Regions from separate parts of the Gossypium hirsutum genome. Here region 1 is linked to region 2. A link is a contact called in public Hi-C data. All regions are on one chromosome and are shown on one strand. Each heading gives the region's core, a stretch centred on a gene start, on an enhancer-like site or on the middle of the called end of the contact. The rest is flanking DNA. Distances are from core to core; before and after follow the strand shown.

The links. Hi-C and Micro-C count contacts between places; a contact is called where the count stands out from the background.
Region 1: a contact with region 2 is called in a Hi-C map of hypocotyl, with 4 times the contacts expected there. The contact joins the promoter of LOC107897432 here to the promoter of LOC107897440 in region 2. A contact is called at or near these places in 16 of 34 Hi-C or Micro-C datasets (anther, callus, fibers and 4 more).

Annotation. Positions count from the first base shown.
Region 1 is chrA10:5,754,926-5,760,830 of Gossypium_hirsutum_v2.1, forward strand. LOC107897432 (protein NODULATION SIGNALING PATHWAY 1) reads left to right here and starts at 4,033. Exons shown (of 1, transcript XM_016822882.2): 1 at 4,033-5,884. The coding sequence starts at 4,119. The coding sequence ends at 5,756.
Region 2 is chrA10:5,596,434-5,602,091 of Gossypium_hirsutum_v2.1, forward strand. LOC107897440 reads left to right here and starts at 4,029. Exons shown (of 10, transcript XM_041079677.1): 1 at 4,029-4,451; 2 at 5,329-5,372. The coding sequence starts at 4,286. It overlaps LOC121208588 (a long non-coding RNA gene), which reads left to right and starts at 2,241. Exons shown (of 2, transcript XR_005903701.1): 1 at 2,241-2,463; 2 at 2,769-3,074.

The DNA of each region.
Region 1 (5,905 bases), core at 2,783-5,282, 160 kb after region 2:
GGCAAACGTGCAGCGGTGGTGCTCAAGTCATGCACGGAGTGGGTGTAGAGATCCCCATTTTTTCTGTAAATAATGAACTTTGTTTCCTTCTCCTTCACTTGATCGGGTTTCCAAATATCTTAAAAATATCCATTTTTGAAAATTTTATGGTGTTTTTCTTTTTTGGTTGCTTTTTTTAATTATGGTTTTTTGTGGCTTGAGGGTAGTGAGATTCCTATGGGTTTTTTCACGTTGCTTAGGTGAGTTTCTATTTTTGTAAGTCGAATACTGATTTTGCACTTTGAGTTGCTCCACGGCCGGGGGGGGGGGGGTGAGTGGTGGTGTCGTGTGGAAGAAGAGTAGGTGAGTTATTTGTCAACGACGATGCCTTTGATTCTTTGAATGTATGATGATGGAGGAAGAGATGAAGGTGTTTCTGGGAGATTATGAGTTCTTGGGGAGAATTTGTTGAGTGCGATTTTTATGCTTGTGTATGCCTTTGAGGTCGGATTCCACCTTCATTTGCACCCTGCGTTGCAACAATTGGTACAATCTTGTAGCGTTGCTTTATCCGACAACCCAAAAATCTATTTAAATTATACTAAACCCCTAACACTCGACTTCACAAACAACTTTCCGCCTCAAAAAATAGCAGATTAGCAACCCTTGGAGTAGAGGCTTATTCCGCCATATCCGCCAGTTAATGGACTGCTCAACCATTAGACTTGAAAATCACTTCCTTATACATCATATCCCACATTCAAAAGACATAACAATCCGTGTCATTTATGCATCGTTATATATTATTCTATGGCTTATAAATTTTATTATATTATATATTTTCTTCAGAACCTTCATATATATTATTATTTAAAAAAAAATAGTGGTTGAATCGGTGTTAACTAACTAAATCTTGGGACTAAAAACAAGGATGATCATGCATCCTGTGATATAAGCTTAAAAGTAAATTATAACCTCTATTCCTGGCGCCTGAGATTAGGCACTTATCGTACCCTTGATGCTCTTAGATGCCATTCATCCACATCTCCGGATTGCACTACAACAATTGCTTACATCTGTAAAATTGACAAGCTCGAAGGCACGAGCTAAGAAGATGCCAATGTGATATTTTCAACACTTGTGCATGCTAAAAGCATTGACCAAGGTCTTCTAGTTCCGATGGAATTGGTTCTACCCATCACTTGCCTAAAAAAGAGACAAAAAAACTTTAACGAAAAAAAACTAAACTTACACTACCACAGTTTTTGTAATTTCAAATGTTATAAAAAATGTTAATTTATTGTGTCTTAAAATGATATGACAAAAAATGCCACCCAAGTTTAAGAATACTCTTATTTTAGTTATTAAAAAAATAATAATCTCAACTTTGTTACCATTGTTTAAAAAAATTTAAAGTTGTAGCCATTCCGACATTAAAATAAATTTGGTCCCATAATTTAATGTTAATGTAACATTTCATCTTAGTTTTAAAATTTTTAATAAATTTAACCTTAAGCATCTATCTATTTTATCGGTTCGAGTCTTTGAGCTTATTAAGAGTTACTATCTTTATTATCATCCCAAAACTAAAATTATTCAAACTGGATTGAATTCGGAAGTGATCATAATACCAATCTAAAGAGAGACATTAAATAGATTAACCTACAATCCATATAAATTGATTGAATCAAACTAATAAAATTAATTGAATTAAATTTCTATTTTTTGAATTTTTAATAATTTATTTAATTAAATTAGTAATCGCTACAAACGATTCTACCACCTAACTTTGGGCCGACATAAACAACGAGAAGGATGAGCAACCTAAGGTCTATGCCTACCGTTATCCGATCTTTCTCACAATCCTTCACAGTTATGTAACATAAACTTTATGAAAATAATTCCAAGGCAACACATTTTGTGAAGGAAACAGTTTCTCAACATCTTTGCCTCAACGTTATATTTTGTTTCTCCGTCGTGTGTCGGAGTGGGAACACTTCCCGGTGCCGTTTAACCAACCTATTGGTGCCATGACACCTTTCTTCACCACCATTTTCGCCTTTTTAAGCTCCTTTTAAGGTAATAAAATTTATTTCGATCAAATTAAAATAAAAATGATGATGGAATTAACTATTATAGTAGTGAGATTGAATACGGTAACAGTGAGATTAAAATCAATAGTAAAATATGTATTTAGATTCAAATGCAACGGTGAGATGAAATTAAAATTAAAAAAAAAAATTAAGAAACTTAAATTAATATATATATCCATATATAATAAACAATTAAATTTTTTTATTTCTATTTATATAAATTAATAAATATAAATTAGAAGTATTTATGTTAAATAAAAATTAAGACATATTAAAAATATATTAAGTAATAAAAAAGATATATTAAAACTAATTAAATAAATTATAGGAATGTTAAATAATAAAGTAAAATAGAAGTGAGGGGTAAATTAGATTTTTTTTCTCTTGCCATTCAAATTCAAACTCAATTGGTTAAATTGGTTGGATAGTAAATCGATGACGATATCAATCTAGAAATTAATATTAAATTAACTAATTTAAGAATCAATATAAACCAATTGAATTGAACCAAAAAATCGACTGAATCAATAGTTGAATCGAATTTTTATTTTTCATGAATTTATAATAATTTTTTATACTAAAACGGAGAAACCGATTTGTTTAATTAACCATTACTTAATTAGATTCCAATCAACCGATCCTCCGGTGCAAATGGAGGCTCTAGTGTGTTTAAATTTTCAAGTGGAGTGAAATTTAAAGTCACTTTTGGTTAGTACCAATTCAAGTAAGAAGTAATTAAAGACAATATTTTTACTTCTCGGGATCTGGAATCAGATCGATAAGGTCAACGGGTGAATTCAAGTGATTTAAAATAAATAAATTATTTAAAACTTCTAAAAAATAAAAAATTATAAAAAATAATTTATTTATTTTTTAATTTAATTCAATCAATTTATTCGGATTTAATGATGATCGAAAGAGCATCATACCCAATCAATCCAATCAAGATAATATTGTTGAGTACCCAAAAATAACTAAAATTAAATTATTCAAAAAAAAAGTTCAGTCACCAAAGCATTTTTTAGGTTTAACTTTGCCTCCGTAATTACTTTAAAAATTAAATGTAAAATAACTTAAATTACTTTAATAGATGGAATATTTTGATGAAAGCTGTCGTTCCCTTTTTTTTAACAAATTTTAGCTTTAATCTCTTTATTTTTTTAAAATTATATAATAATAGTTAAATTTCAATATCTATATTTCATTCAAACTTCAAATTAAATTTTTATACTTTAATTTTGATATAATTTGACACCTTAATTTTTAAAATGTCATTAGTTAATTTAAATATTTTATTTTAATTAAAATATTAATTACAATGTTATTTTTTTTACTCGAATACTAAGTGGATATCTTTCTAATTTAAAAATGTCATGTCAGCACATTTAATAAAAGAACTTTAACAGCGTTAATAAATAAATTTTAAATTTTAAATTAAAAAATAAAGGAATTAAATTTTTAAAAATAAAAATATAGAGATTAAATTTTAAATGTAGAAAATATAATAAATCTTAATAAATTATATAACCTTTAGGTTTTTATTTTATAATTTAATCAGAAAAAAAATTATCAAACTTAATATAAAAAGTAAAAGCGGAATCAAATAATTTAATAATTTTAATAAAAAGCAGAAACAGAGTTTGCCGTCTCTCAATCTGTCATTTCACTTGTTGATATCAACAAATGGTGACATTGATCCAATAGAAAATGAAAAGCAAGACATAGACAAAGCTCCCAACATTTCTTACACCCTTAATTAAACAAATAAAAAACCTTAATTAATTACATTAAACCCAAACAAAGCATCGCATCTTCCAAATAAAACAGCACACCAGACACTTCAATATGCCCTTTACCGTCCACTTCCAAACCTGCATCACTGCCCCCACTAATTATTTTTTTATTTATGTTTTTAACGATGTCATGAATGAAAGACAAAAGTATAACCATCGTTTCTCTTTCATTTGGTCAATGATCATCAAACAAACTCCATATCTCTTCAACCCTTGTCTAAACTGAGTTTTTCTTCAAGCTAAGGATTCATATATGACACTTGAGGAATCAGCAGAACCAAATCCATCCCAAGATCATATCTTGGATTGGCTTGAGGATTCTGCATCATTACTTCCATCTTTCTTGGATGATCCGTACAGCCCAGGCGACATCAATGGCTGTCAATGGTGGGATCCCAATCATGATTTCGGTCAAGATCTTATTACCATAGGTGCTGCTGTAGCTTCTATTAATAGTCCTGCCATTGCAGCTGCTGTGAGTAATGTCGATGCCGGTCTCGTACAGTCCGATTCTGCCATTGTTAATCCTCCCGTGCCATTGAGTTCGTCCAAGCGAAGGAGACCCACTGATAGCATCGTTCCGAGGATGTCGAAGAAGAGCTCGAATGGTAAGAACGATGAAAACGAAGACGGTAAAGCGGGGGTTGAAGAGGTTATGGGCAATAAGAGGTCAGCTGGAAATAAGAAAAACAAGTCTTCAGGGAATAACGGTAATAACAAGGAAGGAAGATGGGCTGAACAGTTATTGAACCCTTGTGCATCAGCGATAACCACCGGTAACCTCACTCGTGCTCAGCATCTATTGTATGTTCTCAACGAGCTTGCCTCATCGACCGGAGATGCCAACCACCGGCTTGCGGATCATGGCCTACGGGCCTTGACGCACCACTTATCGTCATCCTCTGCCTCGACTGCGCCTGTTACTTTCGCTTCCACTGAGCCGAAGTTCTTTCAACGATCTTTACTCAAGTTCTATGAGGTTAGTCCTTGGTTTGCATTCCCTAATACCATAGCCAACGCTTCCATACTCCAAATTCTTGCTCAAGAGCCTGATAAGACCCGTAATCTACATATCCTGGACATCGGTGTATCTCATGGTGTTCAATGGCCTACGCTCCTTGAGGCGCTGTCTCGCCGTTCCGGAGGTCCCCCACCTGTGGTTCGCATCACCGTTGTGGCGGCCACAGCTGAAAATAATCAAATCACGGACACCCCTTTTTCTATTGGTCCACCCGGCCACGATTTCTATTCCCGACTTCCCGGTTTCGCCAAGTCCATGAACATCAATTTGCAGATAAATAGACTCGAGAACCACCCAATACAACACCTGAATGCACAAACTATCAACAACTCACATGGAGAGACCTTGATAGTTTGCGCACAGTTCAGACTTCATCATCTTAACCACAATAGGCCTGATCAAAGAACCGAGTTCTTGAAAGTACTACGAAGTTTAGAACCAAAAGGGGTGATTCTAAGCGAGAACAACATGGATTGCAGCTGCAGCAGCTGCGGAGATTTCGCAACCGGATTCTCACGGAGAGTAGAGTACCTATGGAAGTTTTTGGACTCAACAAGCTCAGCATTTAAAGGACGAGAGAGCGAAGAAAGAAGAGTAATGGAAGGAGAAGCAGCAAAGGCATTAACAAACCAAGGAGAGATGAACGAAGGGAAAGAGAAATGGTACGAGAGGATGCAAGGCGTGGGGTTTAGGGCAGAAGTGTTTGGAGAGGACGCCATTGACGGGGCTCGAGCATTGCTGAGGAAGTATGACAGTAACTGGGAGATGATAGTTGAAGAAAAAGAGGGTTGTATTGGGTTGTGGTGGAAAGGGCAGCCTGTATCATTTTGTTCATTGTGGAAGCTAGATGTCAAGGTAGAGGAAAGTTAAAAAAAAAAAAAAACAGTTCTCGATATTGCTTTGTTTTGCTTTTGTTTTTGCTTTTTCATTTTTCTCCATAATCTCTATGTAAATTCTTAAAAAGTATAAAACTATGTGTGAAGGATGGCTTGCAGTCAGTTTTGACAATTGGTATAATC
Region 2 (5,658 bases), core at 2,779-5,278:
TTTATTTACTTATTTTCGATATAATATTTATTTTTACTCATAATCCGTACTTAAATGCTTTAAAACATTAGCCCTATAAATTGTATAGTAACAATTTATATATTTTAAAAATTAATAAATTTTATATATTTAAAATACTATTCAATGTTGTTTTGAACTTTTATCGTTTTTTAATCCTTAAAATTTAACAATTAGGATCGATACATTTAGATATTTTTCACAATTATTTTTATCTTTAGTTATTTCGTGTTAGCTTTTGCAAGTATATTTAGTGCTAGTTTACTATTGTAATTGAAAAATGCAATGATATTCTTTTTTTTAAAAATACTTTTAAAAAATTTGATAATGTATATTAGCGGTAGTCCTGATCATGGGTCGGATTATTCATCCAGACCTAAAGAGTGGATGAGTTTGGACAAAAATATAAGTTTGGACAAAAAATAATGCACATTTTATAAATGGATTGGGCCTCGAATATGATTTTTGAGTTGGGCTCGCCCCGCCCCGCCCCTACTTGAAACAAATCTTGTTTATTTTTATTTTTGCTACTATTTTAGAGCCATTTGTTTGCTAAGTTACAACTATATTAGTATTATTTAAGTATAAATATATTTTTTTAATGTATTTTCAATTTGTTAGGAAACATTTATTTTAATGTTGTCGAAACCATTTTTAATTTTGAAAAAACGGGAGTCGACTAAAAAAACGAAAATAGAGTCGTCACCCATATTTTTCCAATGTGTGATCGGATCACCTTGAGATTGATCATTTTAATAAAATATTTTTAATTAATTAAAACAATGATTTTGGTCTTCAAAACTAAAAAACGGGTCCGGGAGCCGATTATGTACGAGGAAGGGTTAGCACCCTTGTAACGCACAAAATTAGTATCTAATTGATTAATTAATGCCCTAACGTCGAAAATTTGAAAAGATTTTGAAATATGATCCTCTTATTTAAAAGAACACTTGAATAAATCAAATTGGATGTTAAGACCCTCTTATCTCGAAGAAATAAAATGTCACACTCAGTGAGTTCGGATGCTACATTTCAGATCCTCGAAATTAAGCTTGTCTTTTGATTTTTAAAACTCATGCACTTAAGCTTTAAAAAAAATTAATTATTTGGGTCAAATGAAAAATCAAAACCCAATAAGTTAGGGCGCAATTTCTCAAAATTCCAAACGTAGAATATTGCCTTTATTTTTAAAAAACCTTATCTTGAGATAATGAAACGTCATATCCAGTGGGTTAGGACACAACACTTCAAATTCCCGAGAATAAGTTTTCATTTGAAACTCATACATTTGGATTGAAGAAGGGTATTCAATTATTTAAATTCGACAAGGAAAATTGGAACACAGTAAGTTAGGGTACAATTTTCTCGAAGATTCCAAATACCGAGTATTGCCTTTACTTGAAAAATTTCAAACAAAAATAATAATAAATAAAATAAAGTAGGGATATAAAAAAATAAAATTTGAATGAAAATTAAATTTTAAATCGGGAGTAGGCAAATAAACACATATACAATAAAATATTGAATGAAATAATTTTAAAAAAATACGACAGATAATAAAAATGATAGTAATAATAAAAAAATAATGGTAATACTATTAAAAATAGCAAGTATAATGATGATAATAGTGTTTAAAAAATAATAATAAACAAACGACATATTAATGATAATAGAAAATAATGATTAAAACTATAATAATATGTTAACATCTAAATAAAACCGAAATAATAGTATAGCAATAATTATAGAGATAATAATAAGACATTAATTACAACAATATGCTAATAATAATAAAAAAAACAATAATAATAATAATGGTGGTTATAATGAACATAATAATACTAATAATAAATAATATAATAGTAATAAACAGCCAACACAATAATAATACGATTAAAATAAGTCAAATTAATCAATTTAATGACCAAAATAGCAAAACTAGCTAAACAGGGATTAGATTGAATTAAAAAGGGGATTTTGGGGCGAATTCGGACTAAATAAATAGTAAAAATGACTAAATCGAACGCGCGGGTAAAGAGGAAAGAGCTAAAAAGGAAATTTCCCCCTATTCCCAAAATGCACAGCATAGCGGGACCAATTCGAAATCATGACAAAACCATGGGGTCAATTTAAAAAGGAAAAAAAACTTAATTACAAACCATAAAAAGGCGGTGCAATTAGCCCTCCCTAGAAAACACGCGGATCTCTAGTCGGGTTGGGTCGCGCACACAGGCTAAGCTAAAACGGCTTCGTTTTGGCGCCTATGCATCGGCCAAAACGACGCCGTATTGGGAGACCTATAAATATCAAAAAAAATTTGAAACTTTCATTTCCCTTTCCTACTTCACAAAAACAAAAACCCCCTCTCCCCTTTTCTCTGCAGGCTAGAAGTTCGGCCAGGCTCCAGCGCTGACCACCGCCGTTCGTCGCCGGCCGCTGTCGCGGGTAAGATTTCTCTTTTTTTTTGTATTTTTATATGTAATATATGCAGACATAAATAACAAAAAATAATAGTAAAAACGAAAATGAAAAAAAAAAGATAAGGAAAAAAAACTCAAAGACCTTTGCTTGATTGTTGGCTGTCTATTCTACTAGTATTTGCTGTTTTTTTTTTTGAAAAATATGTTTGAATCTCTTTTCCTCCTCCTTTTTTCAATCCGTCCCCTTTTCTCTCTTTTTTTTCTTCCCAACGTTACATTCTTCTTGGCTTTGTATAGCCATTTTACAACTGTTTTTGTGCATGTTTGTAGGTATGGCAGACATGGCTTGGACGTGGTACGTGGGGCAGACGTGCGCGGTGGAGTGGCGCACGATATGAGCGGCGGCTGAAGCACTTAGGGGCTAGGGTTTTTCTTCTTGCCTGTTTTTTTCTGATTTGTTGTGGGCTAGATTTTGGGCTAGGGTAATTGGGTTTGTAATGGGCTAGTGGTTATTTAGGTTTAGTTTAGTTTTAGGTTGTAGTTGGCTTATAGGCCCTCGCAAAATTTGGGCCCTATAAATGTTTTTAGTGTATTTGATATATTATATTTTTAAAATTTATTTTTATATAAAAATAATGTCGGGCTTGGGTTTAACATTTTTAATCTGCGCTAGGCTTGGACAAAATTTTAGGCCCATTTATGGATCAAGCTAAGCTCGGATCTAGAAGATGGACCTAAAATTTTACATAAGCTCTGCTCGACCTATGATCATGTCTAACCATTACTGTCTAAAAGTATTTTTAGAAAGATAAAATATCAATTTTAAACATGATATTATAAAATGAAAGATTTAACGAGGATATAAAAAAAAAACCTTCACTCAAAATCACTTTTTAAAAAAATTGGCTTCTTAACTTGGGTTGAAATCCAACTCTTAAATAAAAGTTTAATTTAAAAAAGTGCTTTTCAACCTAATTGATAAACACAATCTTATTCTTAGTTTAAAATTATTTTCAAAAGTATTTTTGGGCAAAAAAACACTATTGAGCAAAATTTTTTTTATTCCAAAAGTACTTTTAAAAAACTCATAAACATATTGTTTAGTAATATATTTTTGGGACAAAAAATAATTTTTTTTAGAAGTAATGCTAAATTGGCCCTTAGTTAACATTGTATTGGATTATCCTTTATTTATTTACTTTTAAACAATATAATTTTGTTTGAGCGTAGTTTATTTATGTTCTTATTTAAGGGTTGAGATAGATTATGTTTAGTTCTAAGTATTGTATCAACTTACAAAATTGAATTAGATATAAAAAAATAGGTTATGATATAATAATTTATTAATGAATATAGTTATATCTCTAGATTGAATTGTACATTTTTATTCCCTTTCTCATAGTATAAGAAATAAATTGTTTCACTTAGCCTGAGAGGGACTAAATTGCTCCTTACCCAATATTACAAGGACCTCTTGAGTATTTATTCCAATATAATTGATTCTTTTCAAATTGTAAGGGGGGCAGATCCGTCATTAAGCTGAACCCGAATTAGTAATTGAGAAAGATTTTAAAACCATCGCTCTGCCAACCTAATTTTCTAAAAGCCGTTCTTCACGCAAACCCTAGCTCTTCTCTTTCAAAGGGTTTTAATAGTAGTGATAATAACAAAAATCCTTTCCAAAAAAAAAAAAAAAGAAGAAAAGAATGAACCAACCCTCTTTCGTAATCTGAAATCTGACAAGAATTTGGATTATAGAACTGGGTTTTATTTGTTTAAAAAAAACAGTGTGGAAAGTGAGTCTTTTTTTATTTTCTTTGATCTTCTTTTAGTATTCTGAAACAGAGATGGTAAGTGGGGCAAGAACCGAAGGGCATATCTCAGCGCGAGTGAGCAAGACAATACAATCAATCAAGGAAATAGTCGGTAATCACTCGGATGATGATATCTACGTTGCCTTGAAAGAGGCCAACATGGATCCTAATGAAACTGCCCAGAAATTGCTTCATCAAGGTTACCCTTCATTTCAATATTCTGTTTTGCCCTCTTTTTAAGTGTTTTGAAAATGGGTTTTTTGTTTGCTTTGTAGCTGCTCTAAGTTCCAGGAGTTTGAGGTCAAGATTGGTCTAGTTCTTGTCGCTCCTACTCTAGGGCTTTGTTTTCAGTGGTTTTATCGTGTTTTTGGGTTTAGGTTGTTTTGTATTGTGAAAGTTGGTTATAGTTTTTAAGGAGTTCAAGGCCTGGTTATAATTGGAAGATGTTTTAGCGTGCTTGATTGTCGTTTTTTTTGCCTGTTTGGTGTTACTTCGCTCTGCTTTGGTGGTCATCTTTTCGTTATTGTAGGTGCGTTAAAGAGTCTGAAAGATTAATTCATCTTTTTCTTATGAGGTGCTTTCATTCTTTTAGTTGAGTTTTGAGCAAATAATATAAATCGATAGTTTCTTTTTTGAAATTTGTTTGGTCGCTCAGATATTGGGGGGAGGGGGGATAGTACAGTCTTAATTTTATTAGTACTACTGATAAGCTAAATCTAGGGTTATCAAGGTTGGTTGAATCCAGTGGACAGAGAGCAAACAGAGATATCATGTTATGGTAATTTCTGTACCGTTTTACAATCTTTGATGAGCGATTTCAATGCATGGGAAGTAATAAAAATATCCTTTTTGTATGTTATAAAAGTGGCATTGTGATCCTCATTGAATATCACTCCTAGATTGCTTGGACGTTTTAGCATTTTTTCCCTCACCAATGTTAAGAAGGGGGTGTCTATGTTTTCTCCTAGATTGCTTGGATATTTTGTTTCAGACTGCCTCTTTTCTTTAGGATGATATTTCAAATGTACTTCCATAGATGTTACTTATTTACATCCAGTCTATTTGTTTCATCTCAGATACATTTCATTTAGTAAGGAGAAAGAGAGATCGGAAGAAAGAGGTAAACTTTTGTATATCATCTTAATATGGTTTCAGCAAAGCTATTCTGTGTGTATTTTGCTTTTCTATTAGCAAGAAAGTGATTCCAATATCTTACATGCTTTTATCTTTGGCTGTTGATTAGCACACATATGGGTGCTTCTGTTTTTTGAAATCTTAGCTGTTTATTATTAGTATTATTATCATCATCATCATCATAATCATCATTATTATTATTATTATTCTGCTATTAATGCAGCCTATGATATTTATGCATAAGATTGTTTTTGTCCTCAGTGATAGACAAT